Linked DNA regions of Mus musculus: all the other regions are linked to region 1. A link is a contact called in public Hi-C and HiCAR-type data. All regions are on one chromosome and are shown on one strand. Each heading gives the region's core, a stretch centred on a gene start, on an enhancer-like site or on the middle of the called end of the contact. The rest is flanking DNA. Distances are from core to core; before and after follow the strand shown.

The links. Hi-C and Micro-C count contacts between places; a contact is called where the count stands out from the background. HiCAR-type assays count read pairs that join an accessible place to other places.
Region 2: a HiCAR-type map of fibro-adipogenic progenitors shows a contact between it and region 1, with 3 times the contacts expected there. The contact joins two enhancer-like sites. A contact is called at or near these places in 2 of 484 Hi-C or Micro-C datasets (adipose-derived mesenchymal stem cells and reprogramming fibroblasts) and 2 of 115 datasets of contacts at active chromatin or transcription factors (the NIH/3T3 cell line and fibro-adipogenic progenitors).
Region 3: a Hi-C map of uterus shows a contact between it and region 1, with 2.9 times the contacts expected there. The contact joins two enhancer-like sites. A contact is called at or near these places in 3 of 484 Hi-C or Micro-C datasets (all in uterus) and 1 of 115 datasets of contacts at active chromatin or transcription factors (fibro-adipogenic progenitors).
Region 4: a contact with region 1 is called in a HiCAR-type map of fibro-adipogenic progenitors, with 4 times the contacts expected there. The contact joins the promoter of Slit3 here to the enhancer-like site in region 1. A contact is called at or near these places in 14 of 39 promoter capture datasets (the 3T3-L1 cell line, 3T3-L1-derived adipocytes, the HPC-7 cell line and 9 more), 8 of 484 Hi-C or Micro-C datasets (astrocytes, embryonic fibroblasts, embryonic stem cells and 5 more), 8 of 115 datasets of contacts at active chromatin or transcription factors (the NIH/3T3 cell line, craniofacial prominence, embryonic forebrain and 5 more) and 2 of 9 other capture datasets (adipose tissue and embryonic stem cells).

The regions. Positions count from the first base shown.
Region 1 is chr11:34,862,996-34,867,446 of GRCm38.p6, forward strand. No RefSeq gene overlaps it. Among named protein-coding and RNA genes, the nearest start is that of Gm22022, 23 kb to the left of the region's middle. Within about 2 kb of position 2,391, at least 51 of the 459 cell types and tissues checked have an H3K27ac peak or open chromatin away from gene starts, as enhancers often do. A contact at or near this core is called in 3T3-L1-derived adipocytes, the NIH/3T3 cell line, adipose tissue and 5 more, where this site is marked.
Region 2 is chr11:35,316,312-35,320,762 of GRCm38.p6, forward strand. All of the region lies in intron 4 of Slit3 (slit guidance ligand 3), which reads left to right. It overlaps Gm46277 (a long non-coding RNA gene), which reads left to right. Exons shown (of 2, transcript XR_003949657.1): 1 at 1-3,704; 2 at 4,043-4,451. Among named protein-coding and RNA genes, the nearest start is that of Gm46277, 31 kb to the left of the region's middle. Within about 2 kb of position 1,945, at least 20 of the 459 cell types and tissues checked have an H3K27ac peak or open chromatin away from gene starts, as enhancers often do. A contact at or near this core is called in fibro-adipogenic progenitors, where this site is marked.
Region 3 is chr11:35,271,658-35,276,108 of GRCm38.p6, forward strand. The region is part of intron 4 of Slit3 (slit guidance ligand 3); the gene reads left to right. Among named protein-coding and RNA genes, the nearest start is that of Gm46277, 14 kb to the right of the region's middle. Within about 2 kb of position 1,899, at least 12 of the 459 cell types and tissues checked have an H3K27ac peak or open chromatin away from gene starts, as enhancers often do. A contact at or near this core is called in uterus, where this site is marked.
Region 4 is chr11:35,119,636-35,124,086 of GRCm38.p6, forward strand. Slit3 (slit guidance ligand 3) reads left to right here and starts at 1,821. Exons shown (of 36, transcript NM_011412.3): 1 at 1,821-2,076. The coding sequence starts at 1,880.

The sequences.
Region 1 (4,451 bases), core at 1,141-3,640:
TATCTCTTAAAAACCAGCCAACTATTAGCCTTATTTAGTTACAGCAAATGTTGAGGCCCCAGATGAACCCAGTTCCTTCTTCGTCGTCTTTCCTATAGCCATCTCTTCACAAATTTCAATCATTTTGCCATTTGGTTTTGGCTCGATGTCTTTATTATGTAAGAGCCTGAGTAAGTCTGCTAGGCTCAATCATTGAAAGGCAAGTGGGTATGAACAGAGGGAACTGAATTGAATGTGATAGACACGATGCTTGGCTGACCAACATTGAAGAAACCGAGATCTTCACTCTTAGGCTGCAGAGTAAAGATTCTCACATCTCCACAGTTGCCTTTGCATGTAGGCTTGGCCAGGTGACATGTGGAATTGGCTGCTAGAGGATTTTCTATAAAATGCCATCCTGGGGTATGAGGATGGCACAGGGTTCCCCTTAGAAGTCTCAAGTTTGTACCCACATGGGCGCTTACAACCACTTCCAGGGAATCCCATGCCCTCTCTGGCTTTGGAGGAGACCATGTGCACATGGTACTCAGACACATGTGTAGGCAAGGCATCCATAAACATAAAATAAAGTTTTAAAGCTTTTAAAATGCTCTGCTTTCCAAATAGATCAAGCTGGGCTGGTACTACTGCTCTCTCCCCCAATCTGCCATTGAATTCGGAAAACACGAGCTGACCCTGCTATTGTGCTGCTGCTGAGCCAAAGCCAGCTGAAGCCGCCCCTCAGCTTCTTGTTATGTGAGAAAAATAAATCTGTGTCTGTTGAGGCTACTGTTGACTTGTTCATTGGTTGCAGCCACGCAGATTTCCAAAGGATACAGAACTCAGCATCCCCAGAGGTGGTTAGTCTTCACATTTAAACACATGTTTACTATCCTATCTCGCAGAAACCATATTGTCGGAATCATTCTGATTGGCTCTTAGAAAGCTAGTATTAGAATTTAGAGTTCTTGTGCTTAAAATTTCTTCTTTTCATATATAAAAAAAAATGGGCATTTAAGGAGAGTAATGATTGTCACGAGATTGCACAACTAGTGATTATTTGACACACTTCAGAACTCTGCATGGGGTCATCGGCAGGCAGTCATCTCTGTTGATTCCAATCATAAATCGCAAGGGTTATGTGTTGTGATGTATGAGAAGAATAAGCATCAGCACCTCACAGACAAGCTTCCTGGTAAGAAGTGTGGCTGCCCCTAACCCTGCGCATGGGGACTGCAGCCTGATGAACCCATAGCAGACGGGAGTGTAAGAGTGCCCGCACCTGAGCAGTCCTTTTGTGGGAAGACGTGAGATGCTGGCAGCAGCTGAGATGTGTGAGCCTGTGGCAGCTGGCACAGCAATGAACTCATTATTTTTGTCTAAAAGGCCAGCTCAGTCCCTGCAGGAACATCTTTTGGGTATTTTTGTATCACTTATAACTAATGGGTCTAGATTTGCCACTTAACTCCAAAATGAAATTCAGTAATATAAGGGCAATTTAAAATGAAACTTAAAATTGAGGCAGGTGAAAGCCGAGTCAAACTTGCAAGAGCTATATCATGAACACTTGACTTAAATGAAGGAGATTTTTTTTAATGGCCAACGGGGGGAAAAAAGAAACCTAAAACTCAAGCATGTTGTTATAACCTAAACATCTGTGATTCAGCCCCAGCTCAAAAGACAGGACCACTGGAGTGTTCTTTGATCCTTCGGCCCGGTGCATCCCAATACCTGTGTGAAAGCACACTCTTCTGGTTCCCCCTCAACTCATTCACCCTCTAATCATTATTTTATTAATTTCGAACTATGTTCCCTCCGTGCCCTCACTCACTGGCCTGTTGGAGGCAGTGGGATCCATTCTCTGTCGTTTACTATGTTGCCTCCCCCCCCCCGGACCCCCCCCCCCCCCCCCCGTGAAGTTACTGGGCCCCAGAAACTTCAAGAAAGATTTGTTGAATCCATGAAAGATTTACAATACTGCCACTTAGCCAAGTCAACAAATGATCCTTCTCAGGGGAGACGGATTCTCTTTACATTTGGGTGATAGTATAGATTGGCACCCTACAGGCACGTGTGCACAGTTGTAAGTGTGTGGGAGAGCACTGGAGTAAGGAGTAACACGGAAATGTGTCTTAGTCACAACAAAGTTCCTGTGTGCTGAGTTCCGGTTTATTTAACTTGCTTTTGCCCGAGTGAACAACAAGGAAGAGACAACTCTTAACTGTTCTCTGTAACCGAGAAATTTTCACACATCGAAGAACAGTGTTGCTCACGCATGTTTTCACAGCCTCCAGTCGATCCTGCGCTCTCAGTGTGTGTATGCGTCGGTCAGGAGCCTGGCAAGTGTTCGCTGAGCTTACAAAGCCTGCGGGGAGACTGAGTGAATGGAAACTTGGGTGTTCGTAAGCATTGCATAACAAGAACGAGAGCGTGACACATTGCCCAAGAAGGGAGGCCCTGAGAGAGTTCCACACACTCCACCCACACTCGGGATGGAGATGCGTGTGGGATATGCTGTGGGAAGATCATTATTCAGCTCCAAAGAGCTGCTGAGTTGCCAGCAAAATGAATTTTTGGAATAAGATAAAATGTTAATTACAGATGTCAAGATTAGAGTTGCTTTTTCTGCAAATTCCACGGGGTCTACAAGCAACTTGATCTTTGAATCCCCGAGGGAACTAAAAATCTACACAGAAGAGATTCTTATCTTGATGTTATAAGAATCCACACCTTGACTGCTGCCAAGGAAAGATCTAGCTTCATGACACAAACTACACGGAATATGTCTAGGCTCTTTCAGAGGGCTGACATTTAAAACACAACTTACGCTTCATCTAAAATATTAAGAGTATATGTACAGGGTGCTTTGCCAGAGTTCAGGGGAACACTGCAATCACCAACCCTGAATTCTTGTGTCAGAAAGCCTTGCAACATGCTAGTTTAAAAAAAATATTTGTCAGTTTAAAAAATCGTTTGCCATTTTACCAAAGAGGCACATCCCAGAAGTGGAATTTGGCTGCTGGAAGACAAAAAGCCTAGCCCTTGCATTTGGAACTCATAAATGTGAGTCACCACCTCTTCCTTTCTTGCCCCAGTCCATTAGTACTGATCAAAAGGGATTCCTGAGAACAAAATAAAGGTTAAATCACCAATGCCCAAAGTCCTGAGTCATTCCTAACAGCCAGAAGAATCTGTTTGTTGGAAGAAAAAGTGTTGGTTCTGTGAGTAGAGTGACATGCTACAGAAATTACAGATGTATAAGAACTTGATCACTGTTTGGTTTTCTTAAAAACCTAGCTTCGCACCAATCCGTAGGATCAATTCTTTTGGGTGGAAATAAAATACAACAACATAAACTCAGGACTTTGTGACTAAACTGAGTCTTTTCCTGATTTAAACCTGGTAGAGTGAGCATTTCTTTCCCCCAGTTTTCCTAGAGGGGCAGGTCAAACCCTGGAATCAGGGGATGAGCCTGGAACTCAAAGACGTCTGCCTGCTTCTGTGTCTTCAGAGCGCTAGAATAAAGCAGCCACTACCATAGCCAGGCACCTGCCTTTCTCTTCCTTTAATTCTACCTTAAAATGTGTGTTTAAGAAACTCAACCATTATTTAAGTCCAGAAATAGCTTATATTTGGCCTTGGTTACTTCACACACACACACACACACACACACACACACACACACACAGACTTATATTTTTCCTGAATCAAAAGACTTGCTTTCCTACGTCATGACGTCATGACATCTTCCTTTCAAATTCATGACAATTTATCTCCAGGTAAAGGTAGGAGAGAACTGACCCCACAAATTTCTTCCGACCTCACATACCCACCACGGCATACATGCCACTCCACACGTGACGATAATCATACAAATTAAAAATTAAGTGTTATTTGTCCTCAGTAAGACTCATTTTGAGGCTTGGTCCCCTAAGTAGCAATGTTAAGTCATACATCCTTTAAAAAGCGTTTGGGGCTATGAGGTCATCACCCAGGAGGGAGTTATTGCTGGGCAGTGGTTTAAGAATCCTGAGATCATCTGTTAAAGTGAGATCTCCCTGCATGTGTGATCTGGGTCTCTTCCGCACACCTGCTTCTCTGATATATAATGCAGTCTGCCATCCTCAGCAGCCTTGAGCCTTGCTGGGTGGGGTGTCGAGGCCCCAGAACTCTGATTCGCATGAGCTCTTTTTCTTTTCAAACATTCAGTTTTACTAGTTTGTCTAGGTTGACCATGAATTGCTGGGTTCAAATTATCCTCCTGTCTCAGACCCCCAGGCATCTGTAGCTGGGACTACAGTTGTACAGCTGTGCTCACCTATCTCTTTTCTTTATGTCAGGAATTGTGTCAGAAAGTAATACTACATCCATGGACATCAGGCAAAACCAAACCCTGAGTTGTTTGTTCCCACAGCTTCCTCTTTAGAATCTAGTCTGGGATCATAGGACCACATTTAGTCATCGTGGGTTTG
Region 2 (4,451 bases), core at 695-3,194, 450 kb after region 1:
TGCCTGGACCATACAATGAATCCAAGGCCAGCCTAAGCTACTTGGCAAAGCTGCAGCCTCAAAAGTGCATAGTATAAAATGCAATAGTGCATAGAGGTCAGTGGTCAAATGTGTGCCTAGGGTACATAAGGCCCAAGGTCAGTCCCTGTCTTACAAAGTAAAGTTGGAAGCTGCAGAGAGTAGTTTTCCTGTCTTCATCTGTCCTTTGCCAGACGGTGTTACTTCTGCCCCTCCCTAGGATGATCCCTGTGGCTTAAATGTCAGGATTAAGTCATTGTACCTTTGGGTCCAGGGGTCTGTTGGCGGACTGTGGCCATGTGCACTAGGCAGTACAGTTTAGACTTTGCAGGACATGTGGTCTCTGTCCTTACTCCAATTCCTCTGTGGGTATATGAGTCCAGTCAACATGGCACGGGTGGCCCTTTGTATCTAAGACCCACATCTACTGATTTAGCCACCTCTGCATTGAAAATCTTAAAAATAAAAATCCAAAAAAGCAGAATTTAAGTTTGCCATGTGCCAAACTCTGTGTACAGCCACGTGCATCAAGTGACATGTGGGCCTGTCCTGCTACATCACAGACCCTCAGTCTCTCCAGGGCTCCTTATTTGAGCCTTGACCCCTCTGTCTATCGTGCATGGTATAGTTAGACGTGCAGTACCTCTATACGGAGTCAGCACAAACTTTCTTGCTATTATTCCCTATGCAATATGGCACAACTGTTTACATAGCATTTAAATTGCATTAGTTATCACATCAGAGATGATTTAAAGTGAATGGCAGGCTGTGTGGGGGTTATGCGGTATGTATGCCACTTTATAAAAGGTCTCAAGCCCCCTCACCTTTCAGTATCTCCGGGAGTCTTCTATGTAAATTAGCAGACAAGGTTTCTTTCTGAGAAAACAGTGCCAAGCTGGACTTAGTCATAGGTTTGAAAACCTCTACCCTAAACGCAAAGATTCTGCCTACCCTGCTATGTCAAGTCTGTTGTCTCCAGATCTGCATAGTGTTTGAGGTGGTGGAGCGATTGGTTAGGACAAGTGCTTTGAAAAACAGTTTGGGTCTGGATTCCGGCACAAAGCCAATCTCTCTTACGTCATACAAGTGATTCAATGTCATGAGCCTCCGTGCTGGCTGGCACTGCTTTCCAATACCCAGGCTGGTGTGTCTAACAGCTGAGTCTAGGTCATGTGACTATTTCCTAGCTGCAAGGGAGGCTGGAAAAGTGCCCATCTAGTTTTTAATGTTTTAACAAATTATTTTAAATCTCTCTCTCTCTCTCTCTCTCTCTGTGTGTGTGTGTGTGTGTGTGTGTGTGTGTGTATGTGTGTGTGTATAGGTAGGCACATAGGATAGGTAGCATATACACGTGACCACAGGTAGCCGTAGAGATCAGATTAGCATTAGATTCTTCTGAAGCCAAAGTGAGCTGCCTGACGTGGCTGTTGAGGACCAAACTTGGGTCTCCTGTTAAAATCCTTCCTGGTCCCATTTTGGATTATTCAGTGGCTTTTCTCTGGCACTAAATAAAAATGATGAAAATGGAACAGGCCAGGACAGAGCAGGGCAGGGCAGGACAGGGCAGGATGGTCTATTTGGCCTATCCTACAGATGACGCCATTCCTCGTGACTGGTTCCCCTGGCCTTAACAACTACTGCATCTCCCTGAGGTTACCAGCCCCACCCACTGTGGAGTCACATTTCTGGATCATTCATTGAGCTCTCTGGAATGTGTTACCAACCTGGGCCATCAGCTCAGACACTGTGCCTTCCAGTAGGCCCTCAGTCTGTCCCACACCATCTGTGTGCAGCCTTTAAATTCATCCTGCGTACTGAGTGACAACTAATTATCAGGCCAACCCAGCCTTGCCTTAGGCGTGGCCCACGTCTGCTCTGCCCTGTGGAAAAGAGAACTGGGCAAGGCATAGTGCTGAGGGAGCCACAGCCTCCATCAAGTCCGCTCTCCTTGTCACTTCCCTATGGTCTCCCTGGAAACTAATCCCATCCCTCTTGACCAGGCTGCCTGCTTCTGTGATTGTCAAGGTAGCTTATCCCCTCGTTAATTAACTGCTCAGGAAAATGCTGTAAGACACTGAGCTGTTTAGCTTCCAGCTTGTTAATGCAGGGGACTATGGAAGAACTTTGACCTGGCTGGCCCACTGCTTCGTGAGTTGTGTGACTCGAGAGAAGCCAGATGGAAGAACCCTTTTGTTTTCTGGGGCTTACCATTATGTCTAAAGGTCACAGACTAAATGGAAAGGAAGAGTGGGACCAGCAATGCTGTTGGGAGGCGGAGCAGAGGACATGTGTCCTTTGCCAAGCCTTGGCTAAAAGGCTGGTTTATAGAGGAGAGATGAGCAGGATTAAGCTGATGGCTGAAAACATGATAATTTGTTTGCATTTGTAGAGAGATTTTATACTTTATGTGTTCGTGTCAGCATATGTGTGCACTCGTGTGGACATCTGCACAAAGGCTAGTACGGGACATCGGATTTCCCCGGAGCAGGATTACAGATGTATACAAGCCGACTGAAAGCGTGGCGAGGCCCAAACTCTGGTCCTCTGCAAGAGCAATAAGCACTCTTAACTGCCGAGCCCTTTCTTCAGCCCTTTATTTGGACAACACCTGAAATAAGAAATAAACTCTTTGCCAGTGGGTCTGCTGAGAGATGAAGAATCATGTCTCCTAGATGTAGTCCCTCCCTCAAGGAGATCAGCGGTGGGACACACAAGGTAGCACCATGGTTTGCCTCAGCATTAAGGGACAGTGGGCCTCTAGGGGGTCACAGTGGAGGGTGCCATTTGCTTCTTGTGCAAACCTGTAGCTATCCCTCTGGAGTCTCTAGGAGAGAATTTGTTCCTCACTTCTTTCAGGGTCTGGGGCCGTGAGCATCACCTCATGGCCTGTGGCTACGCCGATTCAGTCTGTCTTGTTCTTGCTTCAGAACACATTTGCATATGTGCGTCTCCTCTCTAATGATCACACACAAGACAGCCCCCCAGCATCCATCCAGAAATGCAGGGAGAAGCAGCCCCTCTTGAACAGTTAAGCCATCGGTTCTCAACCTGTAGGTCGAGACCCCCATGGGGTCACATCCCAGACATCCTGACTATCAAGTATTTACATTACGATTCATAACAGTAGCAAAATTACAGCTGTGAGGTAGTAATGAAAATAGTTGTATGGCCAGGTGTCACCTGAACAATGAGGATGTGTATTCAAGGATCACAGCGTTAGGAAAGAAGGAAAGAAGAGACCCACTGCCCGTGGTAATCACATCTTTTATGAGCTAAGGTAAATAACATTTACTCTTTGGTCAAGTAAGGTCATAGTCAGAGGTTCTGAGGATTAGGGGTTGCACGTAGCTTTAGGGGCCATTTTCTGCCTGTAAAGATTTCCAGTTCCGTCTGGAAGTGCAGATAGAGAAAGCGTCCTGGAGGAACTGCTGGCTCGCTACCTCTTAGCTTACCTTCCAGCCCATTGTCTGATCCTTCACTGTTCCTCTATGTGTAGGCAACCCACCACCCAAGTGAATACAGGGAATCAAGCCATGGAAATGCACTTTTAGATGGCCAGTCCTGACGGTGTCACCTTTGAGGTAATCTGAGAGTTCAGGCAGGAGGTCTCTGCTCAGGCCTTTAGCAGACAGCATGTGCAGGATTCCTGATGTCGGATGGAGCTCTCAAGGACGTGCAGAGTCAGGGTGAGTGGACACTGGTACCCAGAGAGAAGGAAGGGTTCACCAGCATGGGCAGACAGTGAAGGGGGAGACGCTGCACAGGGCCGGGGGGTGGGGGGAGTTGAAGAGAGCAGTAGGGAATATAACATGTCCTTAGCACACCTTACCTGGACCACAGGAGAACAGTAATAAAGACCCACACTCGTTCTTGCCAACCTGCTGTGGGAAGAAGCCTGCAAGGTTTCTCGGGAAATGAAGGAGCACACCATACACAGAACCATATGAGAACACTAGGAAAAAAATTTCTGGAAGTTTCTAGAAATTTCTAACCCACGGGGATTTTTCCTCACTCTTCCTTCCAGAAGGACCTTGAACCCAGAGGTGACCAGCAAGGAGGAAGATGGAGAAGACACAGCCTGTGTGTGGGAAGTGACAACAGAGGTCTTTAGCCCTTATCACTGAGCCAAAGTACAAGGTTGACTGAGCCACAACCTAGACAGACAGACAGACATGTTCCAAATGCTGAGCCTGTGGATTCCCTCAGCATCTCGGAGGAAGGGAGCGGTATCTGTGTCCTCAGAATGCCCTGGAGATGCTTGTGCAAGTACAGGAGGAGCAGGCAGGGCACACAGTCTGGATTCTTTGAAAGAAGTCCTGGTTGTTTATGTGATTATCACCCCCCCCCCCCCCCCCCCCGCTGCATCCCTCTGACAGGTCTTGCTCACTCTTGAGTGAGCCAGAAATTCCCAGTTCAGAAGTGCTGTTGCCATG
Region 3 (4,451 bases), core at 649-3,148, 410 kb after region 1:
TTGTGGGCCAAGCCTGGACCAGATCATAATGGCAGGCTCGCAAGGAGGGGGCTCTGATGTTTATCTCTGCTGCAGAGTGTCTGGAATAGTAATTAACTTTGAGGTTCTGGATATGGGAGGGAGTGGTGTGAAAGTCAGAAGGAGAAAAAAAAAACTGGCTAATTTGCAGAGATCTTCCTGAAGTCAAAAGCAACAATTTGTGCGTTTGTGACTCTCATATCCCACGTCGATGAACATCTGTACATAGTTCCACATGGGCAGATGTTGCACAACAAAGAGTTTAATTTGCCATTGAGCTGACTCAGTAACCTGGGGCAAGCGACGTTATCACTTAGAGCTTCTTCATCTGCAAAACAGGGATAAACTGGGATGAAACTCAGTGCATGGTTACAGCACTTAACACACAGCCTCTGATGTTTTAAGTCAAGGCACCAACCAAAGTGGGGTCGTCCTGCGGGCTGTAGCTAGTTGGTGCTGCGCCGCATCCTTCACGCCCACAACTTAGATTCTCGGTGAGTCAGGGCTGCCTAACTTTGGTCAGTCCTGGCTCTGCAGGGAAGAGTGAGCTGGAATTTGATTGTTAAGGACATTTATTTCCCCAAGACTGCCCTAGTCATGACACTCTCATATAAGCAGATTTGAAAAGCTGATTTCCATAATCTGGGCTCTTGATCGCTCCTGACTCTGGCATCAGACCTTGTCCCTCTGGCACGACCATGAGAGCCACCCACAACACGAGGTACTCAGTTGCCCCTTTCAGCACCTCATTTCCTAGATAGCCACTAGAGAGTGCCTGGGGGTCTCTGGGGTCTGTGTCTTTTGGTGACCAATAATTGCAGGACCCTCAGAGGACAAAAACCTGAGTGCAGCTTGGATCAGGCAGATGACAGGGACAGAATTTGGAAGCCGGAATTAATCACAGAGACTTAGCTCAGGAAGACGAAATTCCATGGTGTGTTCTTGCATTTAAGGTCAGTCTGGGTGCTTTCGTCTAACAAGAGCACGTGCAATTGTTTTGCTCCCCAAACAATCACTGCCTACAGAATGCCTTTCTATAAGCAATCAAATAAAATTTGCTGGTATCATTTCCTCTTAATTTATCATGCAACTAGCATGTGATTAGAACCGCCCCAGCTGTGTTTCTTCTGTGATAGGTAGCTGGGAGTCATGAACTTTACAGTGAGAAAGGTCTGCCTTCCAGGCCACCTCCGTCACTTCAGACAATTTACCTCTCCGACTCGGTTTCCTCCACTGTGGGAGGAGACTGGGGCTGCTCCTTTGCAGGACTTCTGTGAGGGTTTGACGTGTACTGAGCATCAGGCCCGGATATAATGGCTTTTCAACAAATAGCACATGTTGTGATTATTTTGATTTTTTTTTTTTACATGAAATTGCCAGTCACACACGCCATTACTTCTTAGAGAACAGCTTCCAACTTCCAGGTTATAATTAAATACGTCAGCTCTACTGCTGCCACTCTTTAAATTTTATCCACTGCGACTCCTTGTTAAACATTCATTAGGCTATTTCACAAATACACATTTTATAGAGAGCATCAGTGCCAAATCACAATTAGGAACGATTTTCATACCACACTTAACCAAGGTCGGGGACTCTGTATGTGAGATGACAACGTCTCCCGAACAATGTGCAAGGCAAATGCTTCACCTTCTCGGCCACTCCTAACATTTCAAACCAAGGTCTTGCATTTAATTAATCTCCAGAAAGTCTCATCTCGGGCTTATTAAGTGCATTATTTTGTGAGAGCAAACAAAGGGCCTCACTTGCAGGGCCAAGTGTGTTTATTCCAAATAGTTAATTAAATTGTGTCAGTTCCTGCCCTGGAGCGTTCGGGCTATTCTGTTTTTCTACCCATGTGGACAGTTTGTCATCATTCATTTTTATTTCCTCTCCGGCCTTTTAAAGAGAGACGCGGGGCAGCGGCCTGAGCATGTGCTGTGTGGTTGGAGCAGTTTGCAAAGTTAAATTGGTTAAATACGACTTGAGCGCCGCTCCAGGAGCTGGCTCTGTTTTTCTAGAATCCACTAGGGTTTTTCAGCAACAAAACAGGCCTGAACAGTTCTGACCCTGAACGTGAACAATAGCATCCCAGAGAGCCTTGAATCCTCCCTACTTGGAGCTCTGTGGAAGGGGAGTGCAGCTGGAGCAGGGTGCTTTCTCAAGCTGCGGCACACTCCCTTGACCTGCTGAACTAAACAGGGGTATATTTATGGGAACTCTTTCTCCAAGAAGCACGGGGGACTTCCTTTAAGCTTTAGAAGTGGCATCCCTGCAGAAGACAGAAAAGGAAAGAGAAAGACATTCTCCTTTACTTTCACGACATTAGGTGTCTGGTGTGATAAAGGAGGGAGACTCCAGCTCTTAAGAAACCCAAGGACCAGGGACAGTGAACACCTAGGGCAGGTTATTCAAGACCCCCTCTTTCTAATAGCAGGAGGGTATCAGCCCTCAGCCTAGTGTTACTAAAGCTACCTTAGAGAGAAGTGAAGAGGCCAGGTACTTCAACGATGTTTGAAGTCGGTGTTAGTCATGGACTGGATGAACTGCCTGGCTGTGCTAACACCACACACTGTACAAACTGTTATCAAATGTCTACTTAGGTAATAAGTGTTTGCTTGTCACAAGCCTGTTACACACCAAATCCTCAACCAGCCTTTCATGCCCAGGGCTTGCCACATGTCTGGTGAGAGGTCTACCTTTCTGGTCACAGGTATATTTTGCCTTTAATAATGGCCCTGAGCCAGGCCATTCGAGATGAAGCTCGTAAAGACATGGCAGAGCTGTCTTCTCCAGACGCTTGACTGCAGCGGGTGATGATGCCAGTGGTGGGCTTTTGTGGAACAAGTCCTCTAAGTCAGGCACTGAGTCCAGTAGTCTTCTATGTTGGCTGGAAGTGGCTCTCCAAAGAAAAGACGGTCATATCCACTTTACAGACCAGAAGACTAAGGAAGCTAACCCACTCATCCAAGGTCACCAGCTAGTAAATGACAATGCTAAGATTCTGCAATATGGAAAGGTCATTTAAAAAAAAAAAAACAGGGCATGATAATAGTCCATGTCTTTAATCCCAGCACTCAGGAGGCAGAGGCAGGTGGATCTCTGTGAGTTCCAGCACACCCTGGTCTACAAAGTGAGTTCCAGGACAGCCAGAGCTATTGCACGGAGGAACCTTGTCTCAATTAAAATAATAAAAATGGGAAAAGACATGTTTCTGGGATTACACATTGGTCCTCATGCTTGAAAGTGGGGTGTGGTTGTGCGTGCTTATAATTCCATTACTGGTGAGATGAAGATAGGAGAACTTAGGGGGTTCATAGGCCAGGCAGTGATGAACCCTAGATCGAAGTGAGAAACCTTATCAAAAAACAAAGTAGACAGCCATGAGGCACAGCATCTGTGGTTGACCTCTGACCTCAACTTGCACACACACACACACATACACACACACACACACACACACACACGTGCTGTGGATTAAAAAATATATGTGTTAATGGCAGCTTGGTGAATCCTTGTAACAAAGAAAGCTTGGAAAAGCTCAGGACTCTAGACCAGAGTGCAGGGAAAACAGAACTAGCTGCCTTAGGAGCTGAGTTGGACAATCTCAGTGCAGGCCAGGAGCCAGAGGATGATCTGAGCAGGTAGGCAGCCGAGAAGAGTATTTTAGGAGGCAGGGGTGACTGCTATGGTCATCGGATAGTAGATGGCTTTGAACTTCAAGCTGCTGCGAACAAATGAAATCAGGGAAGCTGAGGTGTCATAGCCCCGTAGCTCCTAAGAGCAGGTGGGCTCCCTCGGGGTGGTAAAGCACCCCCTTCCAAAGAGAGACAGTGACACTAGTCAGCAGGATTCTGGTCCAAGCAGTGTGTCATTGTTATTTGGCAGCATCCGTAGATGCTGGAGAAGGAATCTATTTATGATCAAGAGCAAATGCTCTGCAGACTGCCTGGACTTGTGTTCTGGTTCTGTTGCTAGCTGTGTGTCTGTAGAGAAATAATGCTACCTCTCTATGCCCCCGTTTCTTCTGTGCTCTAAAATGGAAAGCTTCATCCCTTGCTAGGATAATTCACTAAGTACAATCTATTGTTCTCGTTGTATTTTCTGTAAGGAAGGGACATTATTCCAGAACGCCAAAGCTGAGAGGGGCTGGTAACCTAAGAACAAGATACTTCATCTCCATATTGTATTGTCCTCTGCTCCTTGGTCATCTAAGGCCTTTAGCTCTGCTAAAGGTACCCAAGGTACCCCATGGATGGGGCCAGACACTAAGGATGCAATTGGAGTTACCTTGCTAGAAGCCTAGTCACATGGGTGGGCTTTCTTTAAGGCAGGGAGCCTCATTAAGCTGGGGTCTTAGGGTCTTGCCTGCAGCTTTAGACTTCGTCAGCCTCTGTACATCCGTCCCCTATGGGCACATCTGTGCTGCACAG
Region 4 (4,451 bases), core at 571-3,070, 260 kb after region 1:
TCCCAAGAATAACAGCAGAGAACTGAATCTCACGTGTGTGCTGGGGTTGGGGTATAAGTGTGTGGGGGTGGGGGGGGGGAGCTGGGGGGCAATTGAGTCCTTAGAGCTAAGTCTCTGAAAATATGCTAGCTATAATAAAATAAAATTTGCACCTCAGCTATATATTTACAGTGTGTAGTCAAGTAGCTAAAAGTTTCCTTTAAGGAAAATAGAAGAATCTGAGTAGCATTCATATGAGGGAAAAGAGAGTTCTCAGGCGCATAGTGGTTAGTGGTATGTGAACATACATGTTCTTCTCTGTATGTGACTGCATATTTTTTGTGTGTGAAAGTGCATGTGTTTTATAGTTAAGAGTATAGGGGTGTGGGGGGGTGTAGTGTGTGTGTGTGTGTGTGTGTGTGTGTGTGTGTGTGTGTGTGTAAAACCAAGGCTATTTCAGACCTTTCCAGTACAAGAGGATCTCAAGGAAGTCTGGGCAATATTTCCTCCAGTTCCTGCCCCTTCCCTTCAAACAAACAAACAACATCATTCCTACAAGTATGTATGGAGCCTGTAACATGGCCCTTCCCCACCGGCATCTGGAAAAGCTCAGACCAGCCAATTTAGAGCAGGCACTGGCAGAATGAAGGCAAGGCTGGGGAGGAGGGGGATGGGGAATAGGTCCCTTGCATGCTACTGCACTATTTTATAAAATCACGTTCTTTTCTTTGATGTGCAAGGGAAGTCTGTCAGAACGGTGGCACCTTGAAATAAGGAAATAAAGGTCCGCAGGTGACATGATTGCCCCTTAGTCCCCTAGACAGGAAGCAGATGAAGTGATGGTGTCAATACCGGGGTCCAAGTTCTTACATTTACTACAGAGAGAGAGAGAGACAGAGAGATAGACAGACAGACTGACTGACTGACTGACTGACTGACTGTGACTGTGTGTCTGTGTAGTGTTCTCTAATCTGTAAGTCCTCTAGGAAATAGTTGTTGGCCTTAGCTGTGAACACTAATTAGGGTAGGGGCAAAGTTTCCACGGATAAATGTGTCAGGGTACAGAATGCCTAGTAGCTGTATGGTCTCGGATAATCATTTCACTTAGTCCAACTTTGACTCTTTCACCTAAAACATGAAGCCTAGTTTCTGATGCTCCCATGTGGGTATTCTGTATCCAGCTCGGTGACTGAATTAAAAAAAAAAAATGAAGCCACGAGGTTTATCAGTTCTTGGCTCCCAAGAATAAATGAATTTCAATGTTTCTTTCCTGGCGGCCCGGGCTGGCCAAGTCCCTTTCCTTCCCAGTTGGGTCTCTCTAGCTCCCCTGCTGCCTCCTCCCTACAGGCTCTTGGTTGCTCCAGCAAAGTTCCCAACTTAGTCGACGTGACGCTCAGCGCAGCCAATGGGAGGCGGAGCTGGTGTTTTGGGAGGGGGGCGGGAGGGGCCGGGCCCCGCGTCTCCGGTGTCTACCCTGCTCAGTGAATGGAGAAAGCGAGCGCCGGCTAGCTCTCCGGACCACTCCGTGCCCCAGCCGCCTCTGTGCTCCGCAGCCCAGCCCTGAGCCGGACTTCCCGGGGCACGGTGCTCCCTGGCGCTCAGTCCAGGACCCAGACAGAGCCCTCACCTCTACCGGCGACCCAGAGGGACCCGAGGGCGCTCGGTACCTGGGCACCGTGAGTGATGCGCAGCGGGGCAGCGCCAGCCCCACGGATGGAGCTGCTGCCGCCGCCGCCCGGCGCGCCCCGCTCCGCCCGCACCCCGTGCGCCTGAGCGCCGCGCCCGCCCCTCCTCCGCGCTAACTCCGCCGCCCGCCCCCCAGGCCGCCCGCGCGCCTCCTCGGGCTCCTCGTGTCCCGCCTCGCCAGGCATCCTCCTCTGGGTGCGGGCGCTTGTGCACCATGGCCCTCGGCCGGACCGGGGCCGGCGCCGCTGTGCGCGCCCGCCTGGCGCTGGGCTTGGCGCTTGCGAGCATCCTGAGCGGACCCCCTGCTGCCGCCTGCCCCACCAAGTGTACCTGCTCCGCCGCTAGCGTGGACTGCCACGGGCTGGGCCTGCGCGCCGTTCCTCGGGGCATCCCCCGCAACGCAGAGCGCCTGTGAGTACCCACCCCGCCCGCCCGCTCAGGCCACCCACCCGGCTGGCTCCTACAGAGTCGCCCTCAGGGCGCAGGTCCTTCTTTCCTCTCCGGTGCATGGGGGACGATCCCTACTCCCCTACCCCTGCTGTCAGACACGCTCAATAAGTTGGGGGTGGCGTGGCTTTGGGCAGGTGTGGAGAGAAGTGTACGAGTTGCCCCCGCGATGGGACCGCGTAGTGCCTCCCTGGTTGAGGGCACCGGGGGCTTATCCGCTGACAGATCGGGAGAATAAAGCTAGCAGAAGGCTAGCGCGGAGGAGTGGGGGGGTGTCAGAGAGCGTGGTGGTCTCAAGGTTTGGGGTTGGGTATGAGGGGTCCATTACCCCTTGCTTCTTAAAGAGGGAGAGGCGAGGTAGCAAGCTAGACGGAGATGGGGAGTTTCGATCGCAGAGACCTGAGAGCCTCCTTCCCGGACCCCCTCGCCCCCCCCCCAAAAAAAAAACCTGCGACCCTCCTGGAGATCAGAATGGGCCAGCTGCTGTGTGGCTGTCCTTGCTAGGAAAGTTGAGTGTGTACGAAAGAGGTCTTAACTTCTGAAAAACCGGACGGATTCTGAGTGGGTGCTCTCAACACCCTCCCTGCCTGGAGTGCAGCATTGGGGATGCCAAGTTGCAGCCCGGGTGAATTTTTTATGGCCGGGTTATAAATGCCTCCCCAAACGGGCCGGAGAATGGAAATGCTGACAGCCCTTTAAATGAGACCTAGCGCTATAATCTTACAAACCGCACTCAGCCTCGGATCCTGGGGTTGGCAGCTAGCGGAGAGGCTCTTGGAGAGTGGGGTGGATTGACCCTCGTTTTAACCCCAATTGTGCAACCAAATATTTACTTTTCTTATGTCAGCGTTTTGGAAAGATTTATCATTTTGATCCTCACGACCAAATTCAAAATTTGGCCTCCGGGGGTGGGCTCCTTTTAGTCCACAGTTGGGGGCGGGGTGAGGGAGTATGGAGCCCTGGTGGTGGAGGGAGCTGGAGCCTCTGAGTGGGTGAAGGCTTGCCCTAGTCACAATTCCAGCCATTGCACTGCCCAGTTGCTCTCTACCCAGCCTGTCTCAGGGTTAGCATACGGGTCTTCTTCAGTCCTGCCTACTTCAGGTCAGGAAAGAGCCGGGTTGTCCTAGCTGCCCACCACTGTTATCACCCCTACCGCCTCCCCACACCTCCCCCTTTCTTCTTCTTGGCTGTCTAGGCAGAGACTTCCTAGAAATGCTTTCTTTATTCTGGGTGTTTTCTTTTGTTTGTTGTTTTCAAAGTGCAGTGATTGTTCTGTTGTTTAGACTGTAGAAATTCTGGAGGGCTGGCCCTGAGTCTTCATTAACACCAGGAAATTAGGATCAGAAATGCAAACCGACCTGCCCAATAAAACAGGGCAAATATGCCACCAGAGAAAGGGGCTGGAATCCAGGCATCCACACCTTCATTCAGGTTTTGTATTAGACCCTATTTGTGAAAAATCTCATTTAAATGGTATTTTTAGGTATGTATAAACTAAGTTCCCCTTCTCACATGAATGCTGCAGACGAGTTAGTGAGATGATAAATGTTTAGTGGGTGCTTCCCTGAGACATGTTGCATTTCCCTTCTTCCTTGAACCTCCCACGGTCCTATTTCTTACATAGCCAATACTCATTACTCGGCCTCATCCCATCTGTCCTGCATCCATGGTCATGTAACCGGTTAGTCCCAGCCTGCCAGGCTTCTAAGCCCAGGTCTCCCACCAGTCTGTAGACTCCTTAGAACCAGAGTCAGTTTGGGCCAAGATCTCTATAAACAGACCGTCATGAGAGGGCCTGGCTGGGTTTGAGTCTTCCTGTAGCACCAGGTTGCCTCTGCTGTTGGTATATACTGCCATCATTCATCTTGCTTTAACACCAGCTCTTTTTACTTGGGGTCATTATTTTCCGTAGTCAGAATCACAGAGTCAGCTTGGGAGGATCAGAACAGCGGGCCCCTCTCTTCTGGCTAGTCGGAAGTTTTCAACACCTGCAGCCAGTATGCCACCAGCCACTCCCCCTGGAGACCCTGAGGACTTGGGACATCTCCTTCGCTCTGCAGCTGTAGACAATTGATAAAGACCTGAATCCAGGCATTCCCAGGGGTCCCTCTTGCTATAGCCATGGTGACTGCCCATCATGGGCAAAGTAGGTGCTGCTCTGCCACGTCTGTGGTTGCCTAGTGTAGCGTTGGTCACTGCTGTAAGGGCATGCTTGAGACAGAGCTACCAAGGCTGAGCTCTTAGTGTCTTTCTAAGACTGGAGCCTTTTAAGGACAAGCAGGGTCAGGGCCACCTCGGGTTTAAGGGCAGCCCACCAACAGCCCTTCGCCACCCATCGG